Linked DNA regions of Mus musculus: region 1 is linked to region 2. The links are chromatin contacts, called in public HiChIP or PLAC-seq maps. All regions are on one chromosome and are shown on one strand. Each heading gives the region's core, a stretch centred on a gene start, on an enhancer-like site or on the middle of the called end of the contact. The rest is flanking DNA. Distances are from core to core; before and after follow the strand shown. Region 1 has its middle 26 kb from the start of Gm40125. Region 2 holds the start of Mfsd14a (major facilitator superfamily domain containing 14A).

Region 1 (3,284 bases), core at 240-2,739, 210 kb after region 2:
CACACCCCCGTGAGTCATCTCCAGCATCAGGGATAATATTTTTAGTAACAATATGATTATCTCAATGACTCCACCTACATTTTGGCATCTGATGCTGGTATAGACCGAATAATGAAACGTTTGCATCGTATCATGCAAGGATGAATGGGAGGTTGGCTGCACTCTGGCCAAAGGCTTTTCTTGAAGAGTGAAGCTCCGTTGCTAGAGTTACTCCTTCAGGAGGGTGGAAGTGGATGGTCTCCCTCCATGTTTGGCAAAGAAATGATAAAACCTACCCTGGGGGATTCAGACCTTGTCTATAAACGATAAATTCCTTGACTCTACCTCACCCGGCCTTCCTGTATCTTTTCTCATAGCATCTTCTCATTATAATCCTGCATAGGTGAGCATGTACCGGGGAAGCTGCTAAGTGATAAAGCCAAGCTCATTCACCTTCTAAAGAGTGCTTGCTTTGCTGGTTCAGGGCTGGCGAGCAAAGCTAGGCTTTTGGGGACACTGGGGAAATGCTCTACCACTGGGTTACTTCCTAGTTGAGTGCTATGTTTTTTGTTTTGTTTTGTTTTGTTTCTGTACCAGCAATTCTCAAAATCCGAAAGCTCTCAAACTTAAAGTAAGCAAAGAAATGAACAAATGAATGAACCTTGCTCTGAGCTTCCTAACGCTTCTTCTTCTTCTTTTTTGTTTTTTTTTTTGTTTGTTTGTTTGTTTGTTTTTGTTTTTTGTTTTTTGTTTTTTGTTTTTTGGTTTTTTGGTTTTTTGGTTTTTCGAGACAGGGTTTCTCTGTATTACTCTGGCTGTCCTGGAACTCACTTTGTAGACCAGGCTGGCCTCGAAATCAGAAATCCGCCTGCCTCTGCCTCCCAAGTGCTGGGATTAAAGGCGTGCGCCACCATACCCGGCTTTCCTAACGCTTCTTTCCCATATAGTATTTGACATAGACTGATCTTGTCTCTTTTCTTTTCTTTTCTTTTCTTTTCTTTTTTTTTTTACAGGATTATATAAAATGTTTTGGTCATTGTTTTATTTCATTTTTGTTCATATCTTGCCTTATTGTAAGTATGTGAGGTCACTGTAATAACAAACACAGACTTTAAAATAGTAACCTATAAATCAGGCCCAGAGCAATAAGAAGCAGTGTAGAAAGTCATGGCCAGGCATAAAAGTAGAACTTAAGTGAGCTCCTAGACTTAAGTTCCAAGACTGGTCTAGGCTTGTGGGCGGAAGTGAAAAGGGATCTGTGTGCATCCTCCTCCCCCTCCCACCTCGCCAAACACTCAGCAACTTAGGGGAACTATACACAGCCTTGCCTGATACATCACCCCCGGAAGAAACTTCTCCTAAGAAGCTATATGTTTTAATAGCATCATAGTTTCTACAAAAAATTTCCCAATAATGGGCATAAAATAAAAAGGAAATAAGTCCTAATTGAATAATACAAAATTAGTGGATAGTTAATCTGTGCTTTAGGTATGAAGGAAACAGTGAGTGTCCATGACATGACTCAGGAGACCTGTGTTTGTTTACCCATTTGTATCTCAGTAGCAATAGCTAGGGATTTAAGAACCCCCACTTGTGTGCTTTGGAAACCTCGCCGCGTAATCACCGGGCGCAGTTGCATCAGTCTCTGGTTCATATGGAGATGGCTGAAGTGATGTTCACTTGATAAAGTGGCGTTCACTTGATGAGTGTTTGCTGAAGGACACGAACCCTGTGTTATTTTGTTGTGTTTTTATGTTGTGCTTCACGTAATGAAATACTTTCAATTAGTGGGCCATAAGGAAAGGAAACACTTTACGTATCCTATTTATCTCTAACCGGGACAATATTGGCTAAACTGTCACAGATGCTAAGTTGGCAGGGTTAATTCAGACAGCGTGTTTCATTCCATCTTGATCATATCACACACACATCATCTGGAACACCCAGATGCCCACCTGCCTGACTGTGGGAGTTTTCTGAGCCACTTCATGTTCCCAGTCCCTACTCCTTTTTTGTTCTGACCCTAGCTGGCACCTTGACCCAGTTTCCTGGAGACAATCTGTGGCTCCTTACCCCGAAGATCTGTGGCTGGGGACTCCTGCCTTGTCGTCCTCTCCACGTTCCCCTGTGCTGGGCCAGCTGGCTATGTTTCTTTGTGTCTCTGAGCAGGTGTGTAGTCTGACTTCTCTCTTTCACGAGTAGACTGGAGTCAAAGAGAAAACTCAAATGCTGACCACAATAGTTTAACAGAGTGAAAATAGTCGAAGGTGTATCCATCCATCCATCCATCCATCCATCCATCCATATGCACACATATATACATGCACACACATACATAGTCACATACACACACATACATGCACATATACACACACACATACATACATACATACATACATACATACATACATACATACATACACATCCATCTGAAAAATGCTCAAATATGTGTCCATCTGTCCTAGCTACCTTTTTGTTGCTTTGAAGAACACTATAACTGAAAAGCAACTTGGGGAGGAAAGGGCTTATTATTTCATATTACATTTCCATCACTGAGGGAAACCAAGGGAGGAACTCACGACAGGAACCTCCAGGTCGGAACTGAAATAGAGAGATGCTGCTTACTAGCTTGCTTGCTCCCTCTGGTTTGCTTAGCCATTTTTCTTCTACAGGCCAGGCCCACCTGTCTAGACATGACATTGCCAGAAGTGAGCTGGACCCTCCTACATCAGCTAGCAGTTAAGAAAACACCCCATGCCAGGGATCACTCTGATCTGGTGAGTTCTCCAGTTGAGGTTCCCAGATGACTTCAGGTCTGTGTCAAGGTGATGGCTGAATCTAATAGGACACCATTCATCCATCTGTCTGTCCGTCCACTGAAAATGCTCAAATGTATGCACACCTATCCACTTCTCTGTCATGTGCCCAGCACTGAGGGGTTCATGGATGCCAGCCTTACAGATACTGTTTATCTTCATAGTATTGTACTCATGAGAAAGGAAGAAGTAATTTAAAAACACATTTTGGTGTGCAAAATGTATTATTTAGCTATAGAGAGGAAATCACTAACTGGGCAATTAGGAAGACTGATATGACAAAGTTGACATGTTCTTCAAAGCAGCTACTAACTGTTTTCTATAGAGATTCTCAAAATGGACTGCTCCTGCTGGTCTGAGACCCTCTGCAATGTCTGAGGATGTTTTGTTTCAGTTGCAAAGAGGTGATATGATGGCTGTACGTCGGGGATGGCACTAGCCACCCTACGGTATGCAGGACAGCCCCCTCCCACATACACAATGAAGAAT
Region 2 (3,272 bases), core at 453-2,952:
CCATGCAAAATATGATCTCGGGATTTAGTTATGAAGTTTCTCCCACTCTCAACAGCTTGAAGTTGGACTTCAAGGAAGTTTCTATATGAGAATTTTATTTTTAAAGTAAGTATGATGAAAATCCTTACCACCCAAGATGCTTTTCTTTCCCCATCCATGAAAACTGGCTTATTTTCCATTTCTTGTCAGCATGCAAGTAGAAGAAACAGAACATCCAACCAGGTTTATTTTTAACATTTTATTTTGAAATTTACAGAAAAGCTACAGTAACCCTCACATGTGTGCCCCCTGCTTTCTCCTTTACCTTGTCTAATAGTTACTTAGGCCATGTAATAAATAGCCTGATGTTCAGTGGCCTGAAGAATCCACCCACACCCAGGCTGCTCTCAGATTTGTCCTTGAATTCCTGATTCTCCTTCATGCCAGGATCTAGGCATCCACTTCTATGCTGGGTTCACTGATTGTTGGTGATAGAATCCGCAGCCCTATGCTTACAGGAAAAGCACTCCAAAAGAACCAGCTACAGCCCCATCCCAGTAATGTGGCTAAGCTGGGTATTCATAGCTGAAGGTCTCATAAAGTTTGCAGTCAGCTCAAGGCTTGACCAGGCATAGAGGATCTCGTTCCAAGATAATCCACAAAGCTTTGAAGGAGATTTCAGCTCAACGGCAGCACCTCTCCATAGTTCCTCTGGTATTATGGCATAACAATCGGCAACCCCTGACTGGAGTAAATGAAGAGCCTAGCAAAAACATACAGTACCTTTTATGACCTCTCCTCTAAAGTCAGTGCTGTCATTTCTGCTTTGCCCTGTTAAAACAAGGTCATCCATCACTAACCAGGCCACAAGCCAGGAGAGGGAGGGAGCCCCTTCCACTTCTCCCAGGGAGGAATATCACTGAGTTTGGGAACATTTATCTTACTTAGAGCCACCACATCCAGGATCGCTGTTGCCACAGTTTGGTTTGTTTCCAGTTCCCCTTTATCGAACAGTTTGATGGGGGAAAGCATGTGTTGTGCTCGTTCATACCTAGCACTGAAGGTATATTTAAAGGAAAGTTTTCCAACAGTTACCAAAATGAAGACTTTGCTAGACATGGTGGCACATGACTTTGATCACAATATGGGAGGTAGTCAGGGAGATCTCTCAGTTTGAGGCCAGCCTGGTCTACATAATGTGCTGCCTCAAAGTAAATGTCAGTACTGTTAATATCACATTTCATATTCCACCTGTCTGCTCTTTCTACCAGTCTTCTAGTCAAACCAATTTTTAAAAGCCTATAAAGTATGGCATCTAGTTTACACTGGGAGAGAATGTACTGGTACGTGGGGGTATGTAAGCCAGCATGACCTAGCTGGGCATCAGATCAACAGCTAAAACTCCTCTACCTGCTACTGACCATTCCTGGAAAACTTTCCCGTTGTCCCCTTCAATTCTGTTTTGGTGGGGATGCATTTGATGCGGATGCTATTAGCCTGGGACGCCTGAGCATCTGAGAAACTATTTGTCAGATTTGAGTAGGTAAAAACTTTTCGGAACTTGAGTTCATCTGTGAAGGAAAAACTGTTAAAATAGCCATCGCTCAGCGCCTTAGAGGGCAAAAGCTAGGCAGCCAAAGCACCTGGCTCCACCCGCTCCCGCGGCACCTCCCAGTCCTCCGCTATTGCAGGGTTGGAGGGGCGTGCCCGCACTGCGGGGGCGTGGCTGCGTCACGGGGGCGTGGCGAGCGACTCAGCCGATCGCACGATGTGACGCGCCGCCCGAGGCAGGCCGGGCCCTCAAGATGGCGGCGTGCGCCCTGAGCGGCTCGGCCCGGCAGTAGTGGCGGGACCGCACTCGCCGCTGGGGCCGCCCGCCCCCTGAGTGGCTGCTGCAGCGCCGGGAGTCGAGGATGGTAAAATGACCCAGGGGAAGAAAAAGAAACGGGCCGCGAACCGCAGTATCATGCTGGCCAAAAAGATCATCATTAAGGACGGAGGCACGGTGAGTGCTGCTGGTTCCGCGCCGCAGGACGGCCCGGGTGCGGGCCCGGCTCGCTCTTCCCCCCGCTTCCGCCTTCGCTGGGCCGAGAGCGCCCTGCCCTTCCGTGCCGCCGGCGCTGCCGCGGTCTCGGCCTGCGGCCTCCGCGGCCTGGCTCCCCTGGACGCTGCTGGTACCTCCGGCGGGGCACTGCGTCTCGGAGCCTGCGGCCTCGGCCCACGTGCGCCCGGCCTCGGGGAGGAGGCGGCGGCCCCTCCGCAGCCTCGCCAGGCCCAGCGCGGCGCGCGGGGAGGCTGGGCAGCCTTGCGCTCCGTATGCTGTGGCGGGTGGCCGCCGCCGCGGCCCGCTGGGCCAGGGTACGTGCGTTGTCCCATCGCGGTCGCCGGGAGCCGGAGCAGCGGCTTGGAGCTGTTCGGCTACCTTGTCGGGGAGTGGGCTCGTCCCCTCTCCCGGCGTCGGAAGCCTGACCTTCCCTGGGGCCCTCTCCGTTAGAGAAATCTTCACCTTGTGCCTCAAAATAAGTCTTTAGAATTGGTCATGGCGTGAGGATCGGAGACAGATTCTGGCAGGCGGACTGAGGCTAAAAATGTGCCTTTTAGACAGTCGTTACTCGCAGAAAACTTTATGCACTGTGCAGTGTGCTACCAGACGTCGATATAGGATTTGTCATTGGAAAACAAACGTACACTTTTGTTGTGCTGTGTGTTTGTAGCGTTACACTCTGATCTTTGCTGACTCCTTTGGTATCGCGTTCCGAAATAGAATGGAAAAGTAAGATGTGTCTCTGTGGTGAAGTTGCAGACATTGTTTCTTTCCATTTGTTTGTAGTTTAATGGAGCCTTGATCAATGCTAGCAAAGCACTAAATATGTAAGTAGGCCACCGCGGAGGATTTGCTGAAATCAGTTTGAAATAAATGACAACTTTCTTTTGACATTTGAGAACATGGCCTAGTCCAACTGCCATCATTTAGAAAGCTTGGGACATATGGAACGATTTCGGAATATGTTCAGTTAACTGTCAGATTTATTAGTTGTCATAGCTTTGACTTTTAGTGAAAAAAGAGGGTTCAGAGCTTTCCAGATTTTCTTACTGTACCTGATCAAAGTATTACTTTGATGAATTCTCATTAGCTGTCTTGACCAAGTTAGTAGGAGCTATACTGGGAGGAAAGAATATCGTTGTCAGGTTTAGAGAGAGAAACTTATAACGAAGCATATTTTCAAAAACCAGGTGCTATTTAAGACCAATCTTTGCAAAAGACAAGAAGCAAGATAATTAAGGAGCAGACC

Evidence for each region. HiChIP or PLAC-seq counts read pairs in DNA pulled down with a chosen protein or histone mark.
Region 1: a contact with region 2 is called in an H3K27ac HiChIP or PLAC-seq map of microglia, with 5 times the contacts expected there. The contact joins the enhancer-like site here to the promoter of Mfsd14a in region 2. A contact is called at or near these places in 1 of 39 promoter capture datasets (the C10 cell line), 4 of 115 datasets of contacts at active chromatin or transcription factors (bone marrow-derived macrophages, embryonic stem cells, memory CD8 T cells and 1 more) and 2 of 9 other capture datasets (adipose tissue and pancreatic islet).

Annotation. Positions count from the first base shown.
Region 1 is chr3:116,448,901-116,452,184 of GRCm38.p6, reverse strand. No RefSeq gene overlaps it. Among named protein-coding and RNA genes, the nearest start is that of Gm40125, 26 kb to the right of the region's middle. Within about 2 kb of position 1,489, at least 23 of the 459 cell types and tissues checked have an H3K27ac peak or open chromatin away from gene starts, as enhancers often do. A contact at or near this core is called in bone marrow-derived macrophages and microglia, where this site is marked.
Region 2 is chr3:116,661,107-116,664,378 of GRCm38.p6, reverse strand. Mfsd14a (major facilitator superfamily domain containing 14A) reads left to right here and starts at 1,702. Exons shown (of 12, transcript NM_008246.2): 1 at 1,702-1,984. The coding sequence starts at 1,901.